Regions from separate parts of the Arabidopsis thaliana genome. Here region 2 is linked to region 1. A link is a contact called in public capture Hi-C data. All regions are on one chromosome and are shown on one strand. The core of a region is the stretch at or near the end of the contact, and the rest is flanking DNA. Distances in the headings are between cores, read along the strand shown.

Region 1 (7,494 bases), core at 2,063-4,562:
TATTGCAGCAATTTAACCAGCATGGATGCTTTAGATGGCGTATTATTGGGAGGCTACTTGAACTGAACCTACAGAAATAATTCCTACATAAGACTGATATCGCAAAGCAATGTACTTTAAGTTTTGGACTTTGGTTATCCAGTATCCAAAAATCTAATTTTTCGTTTTCACAAGGTAATGTATTTATTCCTAGAAATATGGTTTTACAATTTTGTTTTTACCACCTTATTGTTTTTCTATTCATAAATTCAAAAAATTTCACGTCTATTTCTCTTATATGGATTCTATCTTTTCATAACGTTTAAATTTTTGGAATCTGAGTTGGCGATGTTTTTGATATCTGTTTTTTTTTTTTTTTTTTTGGCTCGGGTATATAATATAATTAAAAATCATTTGCCAACAAGTTATCTATAACAGAATTATGGGCTAATTAATTAGGTGTATAGCCAAATTGTGGGATGGAAAAATACAACAAAACTGTTTTTAAGGAATCGAGTACACAAAACGAGTAATCCGCATTTTTTGGGGTAAATTACACAAAGAAATAGGAAAGAGGAAGAAACCAAGTTGGTTCACAAAACTTCTTCGCATAGATTGTGTCGTTAGGTACGTTTTTGGTTGATTGTTTGAATTAGGATTTTAGCTGTCACCGAATTGATTTTTCTTTATTTGTCCAGTTATATGAATATATTATATCTTAGTGAGTTAATCATAAATATAATAGTTTTTGGTTCCTGTCTACATGCGCTGTACATGAGTTTTGTCTTTAGAGCGGACAAAACTTAGGTTTGACCTAAAGCAGATTGATAATGCCAAAAGTAATAAAAATAAGATACACACCGGCAAACGTTTTGTAGATAGGTAATTTAAGGTTTTCCTATTAAAGTAATTTATCATCTATTAGATTGGTCTAATCGGTTGATGTAAATTATGTAACTGATCAAATCTCATTGAAGATATATTCAATTATTATATCCTTCAATTATATGCTAGACTAATTGATCTTATTTTGCTTTTAACACGTACATGATCCATACATATTCAAAGATATAGCTTTGGGAATATCCTCTGTAATCGGACAAACTAATAGCTTAACTGGTTAATTTATTCAATAGCTTCAATACAGAAATTAAATAATGATAAATACTAAATAATTGAGTATTTGATCTCAAATGTAGGAAATCTGTGAAAGCGTTAGATGAAAAGGACTTGAATTTATATCAGATATGTTTATCTTAAATTTATTAGGATACTAATAAGATGGGTATTTTGAGTTTTACAAAAACAAATTGCATATGAAATTACTTCAGATATTTGTTTGAAAGTTTATAATGGTCTAATTTCGATGATATAATTTCTCATTAACCTTGTATGGATGATGCAAGCAGAAAAAAAAAGTAGAGAAGAAGGATATTCATAGGGAGACAGTATTTATTCTTCCTTCCTAACAATTTATAAAGGAGTGAACGACAAAAATAGGTGAAAAGGTGAATAGGTTTTGATAATATATGAAGCTGTAATATGAATGGCCGTGGACCCATATGACTTGATAATTGCTGTTTCTTTTAGAGTTGTGTGAGTCACTGAGTCCTTAAAGCTGGCATCTTCTAGTTGCCGGCCCAAAAATGACCCCTCATGGCTAATGCAATGCAACTTGAAAATTTAAGATACAAAACAAATTGCCTAAGAAAATTCAAAAAATTCTAAATTTGCAAACAAAATGAGAAAACAAGAAACAGGAGTTACGGCCAAAATAAAAACTTTAATTTCAGAGAAGTAGACATTCTGCTAGATCACTACCATTTATGTATGTGTGTTCCGAACGTATCTCCGGTATATGATAGACGACTGGTTCACCTAGGGGATGCTTTGGTCTAGCTAGTTTCAATAATAACAAATGGAACTATAATTAGCAGCCAAACTTTGGTCAAATACAAAAGGAAAATCATAGTATATACAAAACAAAACAAAAATAATAAAAGGCATGCATGTTTTAGTGAATGTCATATAATTATCCGTTGGAGATTACCCAACCAGGGGGAAATGGAAACAGCTCTATATACTCCAATTTATCTCTTAAAGATCTTACGCCTTTCTCATTGAATTCATACACGAGAATGCTTTCAAGTTCATATGAGTTAGATCCTCCCCACAAGTCCATGAAGATTATAGAGTTAGCCCTAAACCCTGGAATTTCAGTAGCCAAGCATGAGAAGGTACAATAATGCTCCAAGAACAACACACGACCGTCCATATCTTCCACTTGATCCCAATCGTTTCTTTCCTCGTTTAACTCTGATATTTCGAACCATATCTTTTTCTCACGGATATTTGGTATGTGAAAATCGTATCGGCTCTTTGTGCACATCTCTACGAGAATGAGTTTGTCCCCTGTCATTAAAAGCTGTTGGAGATAACGAATGAAATAAAAAGACTTGTAAATTTTAGTTTTGTTCCAAGTTGCATGAAATACAAGATATAAAAATGTTGGTCGTCTCCTTACCCAACGTTTCCTTGTCTTATCACAAGGTCTTGACCGCTGAAATGTATTCACTTCTAGTGTTGGATCTACCACTGTTGTTTTTCCGGTGCGATCTATCGCGTAAAACTTGCCTTTAAATGGAACTATCCCTTCAAAAAATGAATCGGGTGTTATCTCGAGCTCAGTCCAACGGTTATCGACTGACCTATACATTGCGAGACCATTGAATGAGAGCTTCCCTAGAATCATATATTCGTTTTTCTCTCTGTTTAGACCCATAAATCCGATACGTTCTTCACATTTTGAAATGCATTCAAATAATTCAAACCATTCGCTGTAACAAGCCACATGTTCTTGCGCTAGCTCAAAGATTTGACAATTGAGCAAATCAATAGATAGACTTGGATACAAGCATCCATACGCAGAGGAGTTTCTTCTTAAGAACAAACTATGTAGAACAACTTCTCCATTCTCTTTAGCTTGTAGTTTAAACATCCTGGCAGGAGAAAATTATCATCTATGTATCATCAAGATTCAAGAATCAATACAAGAAACAGATTTTATTACCAATATTGGGGACGGTCACGATTAGGACACTTGAGAAGGTAGACACGGCTGCTCAAGATATGGCAATCATCACCACAACCGCCGGGATCAAGGGGAAGAGGACATCTAAGTGATGTCATGTGTCTGAATTTGAGGAGACTAGAGGATCGCCAAAAGGAACAAACTGACCGAAAGTGGATCAGATCAAAGGGATTGTCGATTTTAAGGGAGATCAAGTGGAGAATCTCCGGTGGCAACTCCGACCATTTTACCATTTTATTCTCTGAGTGATTATAGACTTGGTCTGATAATAATGTAGAGCTAAAAGCCTAAAACTAAACGTGTTGACTTTCTCTGTTGCTCTCTTGATTGAGGAAATGCGTTGACTTTATTACTTGACGTGTACTACAAGCTGTAACAATCCCTGCTTGTGTTCGATTCAGTTTTCTGAAAGTTTAACAAATTTGAGGAGAAATTCGAATGAGTGTATGATTATAGAGATCATTTTTTTTTTGTTTTTGCTTTCAAATTGCCTAACGGTTTTTTCAAAATCCGAAAATAACCAACACTTGATTGGTGTATTTTAAATAATCTATATGGATTTTTTTTTTTAATATGGATTTTCGAAACTATAATTCACCTAGGATTTGTATTTTTGTATTGTAGTTTCAGAATTTCTACATTAATCATAAACTGACAAGATCCTAGACAAGAAAACGAGATCTTATAGATGTGCGGAAGCGAAACGTTGTGTTTGCTATTAAGGCTGAGAAAATCGAGCTAATCAACGTCCAAGTACGGTGTACTTATTCAAGTGGCTGAAGAAGCAATTGTAGCAAAACCTGTCTTGGCAACAAATTTGGTTCCTGATTTGATCATTTTGCTCTTCATACTTGAGTTTCAAAATCAGATTCTTACTGAGTAGAACAAAACACAGGTTTTGATTGTATCGAGCATTTCTAATGAATGTATTAAAAACACTTTTATTGATTGGATCAATTTCATTAGACAAAATAAGACTTGGAGATATATTACAAGGAATCGAAAGGTAACAATGCAGTAACTAAAGTAGACCAAACAACAAACAAGATTCATGTCAAAAATGCTAAGTTTTCATACTATAGTACATACGGTTATAATGATCTGAAACAATATATGGAACAAGTTACTAATAAGGAACACTAATTTTCTTAATCAAACTCTTAGACAAAAAAGAAGTCCAGAATCTCCTGAAATTAGATCGCTGTGCGTGTTGATCAATCAAGTTATAGTCTCAACCGACACAAGAAACTTAGCAGAGACAGAGAGCAAGGGAAGAGCTACTCTGTTCCATGGCAAAGCAGAGGATTCCACAGCACCTAAACGACCAAAGAGTAATGTTGTCGCCTTCTTTCAATCTGTTAGCCTCAACGATGTCGTTCCACCCACAAATCAAATTGTAACTCCAGCTTCCTTTACCTGATTCCTTCTTCATCTCCCATCTCTTTAACATCACACCCCACTTTTTACACCGTTGATCCACGAGAATCGCTCCCACTCCAATCTTGTTATTGTTGTTGATGTCTTCGTTTATGATTATGGACTCCACAGACGTCAGGAAATCGTTTCGGAGTAAGTTGTTGAAAGGCATTGAGAGACGGTTCTTTGTTGGGTTTACATCAGTCACGAACAGAGTCTTCTCAAAGATCAATTTAGCGTCTTTGGCTTCTTTCATGTTTGTCATCACCTTGACAAGCCACTCAGGTGTCTCTCTCGCCGTTTGTGAAAAAGGAGCAACATTTGCTTTCTTGACTCCACCACTACGCTTCCTTTGTTCCACAGCACGTCTCTTGCGGCTTGTGTTCTCCATTAGGCACAAAGACATAGTACATGGGAAATTAGGGTTTGGTGGGTCTTTCGTCTCCGTCTTTTGGTACTCAGCCGTCTTGTGACCAAAGAGTCCGAGTGAAGAACAAGGTTCTGAACTAGGGTTTTGTAATGTTTTTGTCTCGGAATTAGCGGCAATGAAACATGAAGAGGATAGCCCTTGAAGATGGTTTTGTGGGTCTTCGATCTCAGAATCGGTAGGGAACTGGTTAAGATCGATAAGCGATGAAGAAGTAGAAACCCTAATAAGATTTTGTTGTCTCTTCACCAAAGACGATCTTGTTTTTCTCGGGAAGAGACAAAAGATTCTCTTCTGGAATTCTTCTTCTTCTTCAGAGACAATCTTACGACGTTGTTCTTCTTCTTCTTCTTCATATAACATAACCGCCGCATCAACCAGTACACAGAAATTCGACCACAGGTCTTTACCTGAAGCCGTGAGATGATCGTCATCATCGTGATAGATACTAGTCATTGTGAATTTTTGATAGAATCGAAAACTCAAGTTCTTCTGAGAGCAAATCGTGAGACACAAGGAAATTAGAGAATCTGAGAGAAACTGAGAATGAGAGAGTCTCTATTGCATTATATAATAATACTTGCGCTCTCTGCTTACATCAAATTTAGGGTTTCCTTTTTTCTTTGAGTTTAGTTGTTTAATTACTGTGATTAGTAACTAATTAGCCGTTGTCTGATTTTATTTTCGTTAATAGCTAACCTTATAATTACGATATAGTCCTTGTCTCGGTATTTCCTTTTTCTAGGTGTGTGAGAGTCTCTCATTCTCACTTTATGAATACAAATGTAATTAAACAACTAAACTAAGATACAATCTTTTGAAGTGGGTTTTATGAATGTAAAAAAGTTATTAGTGACAAAATACAAAAATAAGAGTTACGATAAAGAGATGAGATTTATGTAAAACTATTTGGACAGATCATATATTTATGTATAAATTGGGATAAATTTCAATGCTCTCTTAACCCAGAGACTTGAAGAATTAATAAGGTCTTCTGTATAAATTGTATAAACTATATTAACCCAGAGACTTGAAGAATTAATAAGTCTATTAACCCTTAGACTTGAAGATCATATATTTATGTATAAACAGTGTCAAGAATTAATTGGAAAACAATGAAACAACATGAGACCCCCCCCCCCCCCCCCCACACACACACACACACACCAATCTCCAATAAGCCAACCTTGAAATTGCTTGTCTGACCACAAACGATCTTTAACGTTAGCAGGAGTGTTAGTTCATGTCTGACTGGTGAGGGCACTTTCATTGATACACGAGAAATTGCAGTTTGAATATGTTTCTTGTAGCTACATTATTAAGACTCTAAGATTCCTTTTGATTCGTTTGTTTTGGTTTCTGCGGCTTGGAAGGTGTAGAAGCGAATAATAATTCTCTCAACTGTCCCTCAGCGTTGTGTTCTGATGTTGCCTGCAACACAGAGTTATCAGGCCGCATTAATCTAAGTGATATCGTATGTATTATCATTGTTCACTAATCAGAGTCTAAGAAGATAGAAAACGAAAATCGACATACCCTTATCGAGAATGCAAACCGTAATGTCTCAATTTGCATTCCTGAGCAAATCCTAAGGTCGAAACCAAGTGAATCTATCCCAATGAGCTTCACTTCCTACATTGTAACACCATATGGATATAATCATGATTGTCACAGTATAGTCGTGAAAGCTATACAACAACTTCGTTTTGAAATTCCAGTAATGTAACGTAAAGTTCCAGTTTCTTTACCTCTGCTTGAATCCCATTATTTCTCCAACACAGAGATCTGAGAGCTTCAGTTAGTTTATCGCCATCTTCTTCTAGACGAGTCAGTATACCATCTGATGCACAAGCAATAACATCAGGTTGTGCTTTCCTGACGTCTTCCACTTCCACTTCAGTCTGTTCAAAAGCAAAAATACACAACCAACCAAATGCATGAGCTAAAACTTCCATAGAGCCTTTTAAAGAGTATATATTAAAAAGGGAGAGGCTTTATCGTAACCTGATGCCCCTGTGCCGTGATGAGCTGGATTCTTATTATCTCCAGCTTGTAGTACTGTATAGCATTTCTCGAATTTTCAACATGCAATATCTCAGATTCATTCTCACCAATGCCTTCAAATATCTCTTCTGAGTTTTCTCTCTCCTTGTTTTTGTCAGTGCCTGTAGATATACAACCAGAGATATGTTTTTGGATATCTGAGTGATCTTCCACAATGACAGGACTCAAGAGCCCTTGGATAGCAAGGCCAGCGGACGGCTGATCCATCCAATTTACAGGATCAGTTGAAGCAACCTAAATTTCAATAAAGAAACTAAGTTTTATAGTCTTCACATGGTGGATATTTGATAAATCACAAATCAATTTTTGGACTGCAAGTAACCTCGGCCATCCTCCTGGCAAAATACATAGGATGGCAATATCGCATCGTTTCCAAGTTTGCCCAGTCTCCAAGTGATTCATCAGAGTCTGAGACATAGTTATCCTCGTCATCTCCATCTTCTAGAACAGCAACCCATTCCTGGAGTCAAGAACACAGTATATTGTGAAGCATGCTAAGCATAAGACAGGTTTTTTC
Region 2 (7,494 bases), core at 1,518-4,017, 110 kb after region 1:
TTCGATGTCTTTCTCGGGGTCCAAGGATTTGATGTATTCCAATGTCTCTGAAGAGTATGGCTCTTTTGCTTGAGGCCAGTATAGCCATTCGAATGTGCAATCTTCAAACTGCACAAGAACAAATAAGGTGCTATGAAATTAAGAAAAAAGTGTGAAAATCAGAGATTCTTGTGTTTTGTATTCAGTATAGTCATTTTACCTTATTGGGAAAGCAATAGCCATGGTCTATTGGAGTAAGCACCATCTGACCATCTTTTCCATCTCGGCTAACCAAAATGTTGCCAGCATGACGATCAGCATTAGCCAGTCTTATGTCTAGTACTGATATCTTGTGAACCTGATCGACAGGGAATACTCGGTATCCCATATCTTCGCAACTTCCAACATTACTCACAAACATCTGCAGTGAGCCTATCTTTGTGTTCTCAGGAGAGAAACTGTAACCATTGGGATGGTTGAAATCTTTGTGCAAGCATTTGACCATTGTTGTTGGCGGAACACCAGCAAAACCGGTTTGGTCATGAGGAAAAGTTCGTGGTCCAGTCATAGGATAGTCCAAAATGTAGGCTGCTACTTCTCTGATAGCTCCTTCACCAACCTGTGTGCCTTTCTTTAGTCCCTCGCCATCTACTGAAACAGGCTGTCCATGCGGATTGTTCACAGCCATTGGTTCCTCGTCAATGGGCTTGAAGACAGAGACATACTTGTGTCCAGATGGATCTTGCATAAAATAAGCTCCTCCTGATCCATCAGATGATCGAATTGGGCCATTTCCCTTCTCCAAGCCTTCTAAAGTGGAGCTGATAAGCTCTTTCAGCAATATCGGAAGTTTAATTTCAGGATTAACAATAAAAGGCTCCACGAAGAACTCTTTAGGCTTCGCTTCTGATGATATGTTTTTTCCTCTTCTACCATCCACATTGTGCTTGTGATTTACATCTTCGATAAACACTTCAAAATCCTTCCCCACTGGTTTAGCTCTGACTTTAGCGGATTTGCTAATTAGCAAGTGAATCACATTGTCTCCATTTTGACAGAGATCAGTGATGAGTCTCTGGTCATCCAGCTCTTCACCATCTAATGTGAGTTCATGATCCCTGGGGATTCCGAGCTCTTTTTCCTTTGAAGCAATTTGCTGCTTCACGTAACCAACATTTCTACTCCTCTCAACAACGAGCTCAAACTCTTTCCCATCAACAGTTCTTACAGAAATGGCTTGAAGATCTGAAAGTCTAATAACCAAATGCAACAGTTTCCCATCAGCAAGGCCATAATCTCGAATTTGGGAATCATTTCGAGATACCTCTCTACCATCATACAGAAGTTTCTGCTTCTTCACAAAAAAACCCTTGATACTCTGAATCCTTAGCTTCACAGATGCTATTGAATCTGACTCCATGACCCGCTTAGGGATCACAGATCCAGCAATAGTCAGAAAAACCAGGATTGGGTCGTCTAAGTTGAAACCAAACCGTCCAATAATACCTGGAAAGTTGACAAGTTCCTCCAGGGCTGGACTCAACGCTACACTAGCAACTGACATTCCAACTGTACACTTCTATCCTAAATTCCTGGGAATGAAGAGAGCTCAACAGGGAATAAAGGCTGAAATCCCAGGAATCAACCCTTATTCTTCTCCCGTGAGCTTTAGAAAAGACCAAGTCCCTGCACGGGTTCAGGAACTCTGGAACTGAAAAGCTTTCTAACTCACATCTTGCCAATCAATATTTTCCAAAAGTTCATATTGAAGTTAAGACAACCCTAAACCCCCTATGATTAGGCTTTCGTACGAATTATCGTAGCTGAAATGTATCTCGTAATCACATCAATCCCAAAGAACCTGAATGAGAGAAACAATGATCACAGGAATCAGTCATGGAACATCAACAACAACAATCACTATTTTCTAATTAACCTCAGGGTATTAAAAATTATGATCAAACACAAAAAAAAAGATTTTTAAAAAAATACCAACCTCTTTGTATAGATGATGAACTATATAACCTTTTTTTTTTTTGTTGGAACATGAGCAAACTATATAACCTTTAAAACTTTTGTTCTCAATCTATATATAATTAGAAATCTTCAAAGCTAAAATTAGCTTAAAAAGCATAACCAAACAACAGCCACCACAAAATTAGTTTTAAGTCAACGTCTTAATCGGATTTTAATCATCACAAAACCAAACAGGCTGGCCTAAGTTTTTAAGACTTTATCTGATTACTAATCTTAATTTAGGTTTATGAGAAAATTAAGATTTAAACACTAATTCTCACACTTTTACAAATTCAAAGAAGAAGTAAAACCAATAATTCAATCCTTAATCACTAAATATAAGTCTCGGATCATCAAACGAGTATATCTCCAGAGAATCGCTACATAAATCTCCAAAATCAAAACCCGATTTCGAATTTCTACACACATTTCCCGATCATCGAAACCGATACAATTCATCATCCATGATCGGAAGAGACACCGGCGAGAAAATCGAAAATCGAAAATCGAAAAGAAGAAATTAATCAATTCTTCAGAGAAATCGAAAACAAACCTAGAAAATAAAATTAAGAAATGGTAATACCTCGGAATAAAAATCCGTGAAGCGAAGAATCTAATCGGAACTGGTGTTATTCGATAAAACTTACTCGCCAAGTTTCCGAGAATTCGAAAACCCCTCTCTTCAATTTTATTTCCCCCAGAAAATTTTAGCGTTCCCAGAAGAAAGAAAAAAAAAAGGGAGAGAGAGAAACAGTGGTAACTAAGTCTTCTTTGAACAGCGGCGAATTTTGTGGGGATGTATTTATAGAGTTTGACCTCGCTGACTTTTGACGGAAGTTTAATTGAGATCTTTAACGCCGTGAACTTCTCCACACGGTAGGGCAGATACCGTTTCCGTAACGGACGCAAATCTTTTATCAGACGAATCTAGAAATTACCAAATTCAAACAACAACACTTTTTGCTAGTGAATTCTATAAAAATTGAAATTGATCGTTTTCAAATTAATACATTTGTCAAATTTCTTTGTTTACAATTGGTGTAAATGGAATAGTTAGCAATTTTTTGGTCAATGGAATATTTAGCATAAAATGCAGATTTTCACCATTAAAGTCAATGTTAGACAAATGGCGATGACCAACGTGGCGTCGTTGGAAAAATCGAAATCCGTCAATCACCGGCGTTTTGGTGGGATCAGTGATACGAACCGATCTATAAAACCGCTAAATCGGTTTAATTTTGGGTTGCTTTGGTTTGATTCCTGATAACCGAACATAACCGAAAAATTCTAACACGAAATAGGCAGACTCATGAAGCCTCATAATGATAATTGAATAGAAACCTAAACCGAGAAGAACCATGTATGATTGTAAAATAAAAAGTGTTAACCAATTCAATAGGCATGATATATAATTTATATACCATGTAAAGAAATGAAAAAGAATGTGACAAAAAGCAAAAGCAACAACAGGTTCTGTGAAAGTATCTTCATAAGTTCTTCTCTATAAACTCCCAAATCCTCTGTTCCATATATATCCGGTCTTTCTTCTTCCGTGGCATATGCCGTTCATCGGGAAATATCAACAACTCGTACCGCTTTCCCGCTTCAACAAGCGCGTTCACAAGCCTAGCCGTGTGTCTGAAATGCACATTCTCATCGATCATTCCGTGTACTAACATCAGCTTCTGCTTATCGGTCAAGTTCCCGACATGGTGCATTACCGAGCTCTTTAGGTAGCGCTCCTCCTCCGTGGGAAGACCCATGTACTTCTCCGTGTAGAACGAGTCATAGCCATCCCAAGATGTAACAGGAGCACCCGAGACAGCGCAGTTAAAGATCTCAGGGTATCGGGTCAAGAGTGTAGCTGAAAGGTACCCACCGTAACTCCAACCATACACTCCAATGTGGTCTGGTTTAGCCAGACCTTGCTCGATTAGCCATTTGGCCCCAGTTACTTGATCTTCTGCATCAACATATCCACAGTTATGCTTCATCCAAGATTCAAATTTCAGCCCACGCCGTGCAGTTCCTCTGTTATCAAGCTGCACAAATCAGTGATAACATTTCAATTCTAAAGCATCATCTTTGAGTAAACCTTATTCAACATTTTCCTGAGTAAAAAAGAGAGAAGAAAAAGAATTTGTAGAACCTTCCAAACTAAGATGCCTCTGCTTCTCAGATACTGTGTCCTCATGTCGACTGTATTAATCCAAGAATCATAGACCAACTGAACGCTGGGACCTCCATAAACGTTAATCATTGTTTTATATGGAGGAGGACCAAATTTCGAACTGTCGGGTTTGTAAACCGCGCCATACAGTGTTGTCTTTCCGTCATTTGCTTGTATTTGAACAAACTCTGGAGGCTCTAGTTTAAGGCTTTTCAGTATCTGTATAGGAGATGTCTGCTCGTAGAGAATCTTGAGTACAGTTCCGTCACTCAGAGAGCAAAGAGAAACCCGCGGAGGCGAATCAACTGAATCATGAATGTCAACGAAGTTCTTCATCTGGTGATCGAGCACAACGATATGTTTTCCTTTCCCATGTGTAAGTCTCATGGGTTGACACCGAGATGTATTCCCAGCTTCCAATTTTGCGCAGTAAAGATTAGTCTCAAGTGGTCCATCAAGGGTTCCTGTGAAATACACCAGACTCATCGGCTCATTTACACCTGCTATTTGCTCAACCATCCATTCACCGCTAGTAATAGCTCCAAGGCATGTCCCATCAGACTCATAAAGATACAAATGTCTAAAACCAGTCCTCTCACTGGCCCAAATGAATCCTCCTGAACCTCTCGATGAAGGGACTTTCTCCAGAGGAGTAAAACAGTCATGTAAAGTCACCCACGTGTCGGATTCTTCCGTCAACAGTACGTTTCCTTGACCAGTGTTTATGTCAAAGCTGATGATTTTCAGTTTACTCTGCGACCTATTCAGAACCTGCACTATGAGGACATTCCCGGGCAGCCAGTTGACTCTACCAAGATACTCGTCCTCTGTATTGCCTCTTCCTCCGCACACAAGATTCATCCAAGTCGTCTTTCCACCACCAGCTGAAGAAACTACCCCGAGACGAAGTGTAGAATTGAGAGCTCCTGCAAAAGGATAAGCATGATCTTCTTGCGCCTCTGAACCAACCGAACGTTTTCCCTGATGCATTATTCTGAACAAAGGAATCTGTGAGGAGTCAACTTCTGTATAGGCGATAAACTTGCTATCTAATGACCACCAATACCCATTTCTCCGATCCATCTCCTCCTGAAATAGAAAAAGTTGCAAGAAATTATTTCTGATATAACATTCAATTTGTAGAATGAACAAATAAAATGGAGAAGTTTTCAGGGAAAAGTTTCTCACCTGAGCTATGTACTCAGCAAGGCCATGACTCTGCAACAACAAAACAAATCACAGTTATTCTCCTGAGAGTATGTTGATTAGACCACAAGAACAGTCATGTAGCAAAAGCTTTACTTACCAAAGTACTTCCATTGGCACCGCTAGTTAACTGTTGTGTCTGGTTTTTTAACAAATTGAGGACATGCAACTCGGATTCTCTTACGTATGCAAGAAATAAGCCATTAGGAGATAGACGAGGATCAATAATTGGAGAAGTGGGTGAACTTGGAACTATGAGCTCCGGATTTGGTGATGAAGAAAGGTCCTTCATATACACCTAACCATGGTCACAACACAAAACATACAAAAAGGTAACCCAATCAGAGTTTAGATTATTTCAAGACATTAAAAAAAGAATGCTACATGTAAGAAAGATCACTAATTCAGCTGATAAGATTCAGACTCTGGATTATGACGAACAAGCACAAGTCCTCTTTAATATCTTTGGATCAACGAAACCCTAAGAGATCTCCTAACCCTCCCAAGCCTATAGGCTCTCAACAAACCACATGGTCAAATGCCCCTAATAAGTTCTCCTTCCATCACATTCTAGTTCCTACCAGATTCAGTTCAAATTCATCTTTGTTCTCTAAAAAGTAACACAATTCCAGTAAAATTTCCACAGGTTTCAAGAAACTAACGAAGAACATAGTGTCGATTATAGAAGCAAGGAAAAAACAGAACATACCCCGGCAGGTAAAGGAACCACAATGAATCTCATCTTTGAGTTAGTCTTGACCCATTCATACCGAGTTACACCTAAACCACGCTCCCGCAACCTCTCCCTCCTCAACTTCTCTTCAGGTGAAATGTTACTCTCATCAACTCCACCATCAGGAGGACTAAAAACCAAATTAGATTCCCCTTTATTGACATCAAAAGCATACACCCTCCTTTTCAAATTCTTTTCAGGGCTAAACAAATAAGTGATCAAAGAATCATCAGGACTAAAGCTAACTGCAGTTGGAGCTACATAACCAGGTAAAGGCGTCTGAACAATATCTTCAACCCCAAAAGGAACGTCCTTATCCGCCATAAAGGGAGATCCTTTAGATTCTCAAAGGTATCTACTTTCCAACAAACTGCAAAATAACCATCAACAAGAATCTTCATTACCTTTGAATTGCACTACACAAAAAGGAGTCAACTTTATCACGTCAACGAAGATTAACAAACAGTAATCAATTATATCTTGAATTTGACATCAATGGGTACAACAATGATCAAAATGGTTCTTCAATTCCTCAGCAATAAGAATCAAATACATGCGTATTAACGGAAAAAGGAATCGTCGATTGACACTGGAAAGATGGGAACTTGTTGAACTAAACGAATTTGAAGAGGAAGAGGAAGATGGAGATTAGAGTTGAAGTTGGTGGGCTTACATTGGAAATGGAGCTGATCAGAGAGATTGAGAGATAGAACTAAAACTGGTTTGGTCCGTCTTGGAGATAGATTAGAGAGAGATTCCTCGGCTTGCTTTGTTTTTCAATTTTTATATATAATAAAGTGTTTATTCAATTAAAAATTCAACATTATTTAATATCTAGAATGTATAAATAATTTTACTCAAGAACTAATTAAAATAAGCAAAAATTATTTTCATAAATCATCTACTTTTAAAATTTCGTTTGATATATATTAATATTATCTACAATAATAAACCATGTGTGTACAAATTTTTTATTGTTATTCTAAAAAAAACACGAATATTTTCATGTAACAAAAATATGAATATCCGCAAAAGGTGGATCATATATTTTGGTATATACAACAATGAAGCAATAATAGACTAGATTTGTAAATATTTAATTAGTAATTATGTATGTGAGATGGAGAGTCGCTATGTAAATAACTAAATATATACAGTACACAAGGCAAGTCCAATATCGTTATCAAGATCGGTTTATTTCCAAATCCTAGCTTACATCTCTATCTTCCTCTTTTAAGATATTGTACAAAAATATTCGTTTTATGTATATTTATCTTTCCTTGCATGGCTTATATTAGGAAGATACGTTTTGCAATTCCATTTCTTCCTCTTCACAAGATGAAACGAAACTTGGAAACGTCCTATTTATGTCCCTACATTTACCAAGAAT

Evidence for each region. Capture Hi-C pulls out chosen DNA fragments and counts their contacts.
Region 2: a capture Hi-C map of root shows a contact between it and region 1, with 2.1 times the contacts expected there. The contact joins the promoter of AT5G24240 here to the promoter of AT5G24040 in region 1. A contact is called at or near these places in 2 of 3 other capture datasets (root and seedling).

What each region holds. Positions count from the first base shown.
Region 1 is chr5:8,124,034-8,131,527 of TAIR10.1, forward strand. It overlaps AT5G24040 (F-box SKIP23-like protein (DUF295)), which reads right to left and starts at 3,313. Exons shown (of 3, transcript NM_122309.2): 1 at 3,050-3,313; 2 at 2,504-2,978; 3 at 1,916-2,404. The coding sequence starts at 3,303. The coding sequence ends at 2,012. AT5G24050 (plant-specific B3-DNA-binding domain protein (DUF313)) reads right to left here and starts at 5,369. Exons shown (of 1, transcript NM_122310.1): 1 at 4,320-5,369. The coding sequence starts at 5,369. The coding sequence ends at 4,320. AT5G24060 (Pentatricopeptide repeat (PPR) superfamily protein) reads right to left here. Exons shown (of 11, transcript NM_001203447.1): 7 at 7,300-7,437; 8 at 6,918-7,211; 9 at 6,662-6,814; 10 at 6,450-6,545; 11 at 5,946-6,344. The coding sequence ends at 6,240.
Region 2 is chr5:8,231,383-8,238,876 of TAIR10.1, forward strand. It overlaps AT5G24240 (phosphatidylinositol 4-kinase gamma-like protein), which reads right to left and starts at 2,768. Exons shown (of 3, transcript NM_122330.2): 1 at 2,579-2,768; 2 at 200-1,840; 3 at 1-108. The coding sequence starts at 1,543. AT5G24260 (prolyl oligopeptidase family protein) reads right to left here and starts at 6,912. Exons shown (of 6, transcript NM_122332.4): 1 at 6,778-6,912; 2 at 6,081-6,474; 3 at 5,472-5,669; 4 at 5,354-5,383; 5 at 4,145-5,254; 6 at 3,302-4,037. The coding sequence starts at 6,428. The coding sequence ends at 3,483. It overlaps SOS3 (Calcium-binding EF-hand family protein), which reads right to left. Exons shown (of 9, transcript NM_001203448.2): 9 at 7,101-7,477. The coding sequence ends at 7,399.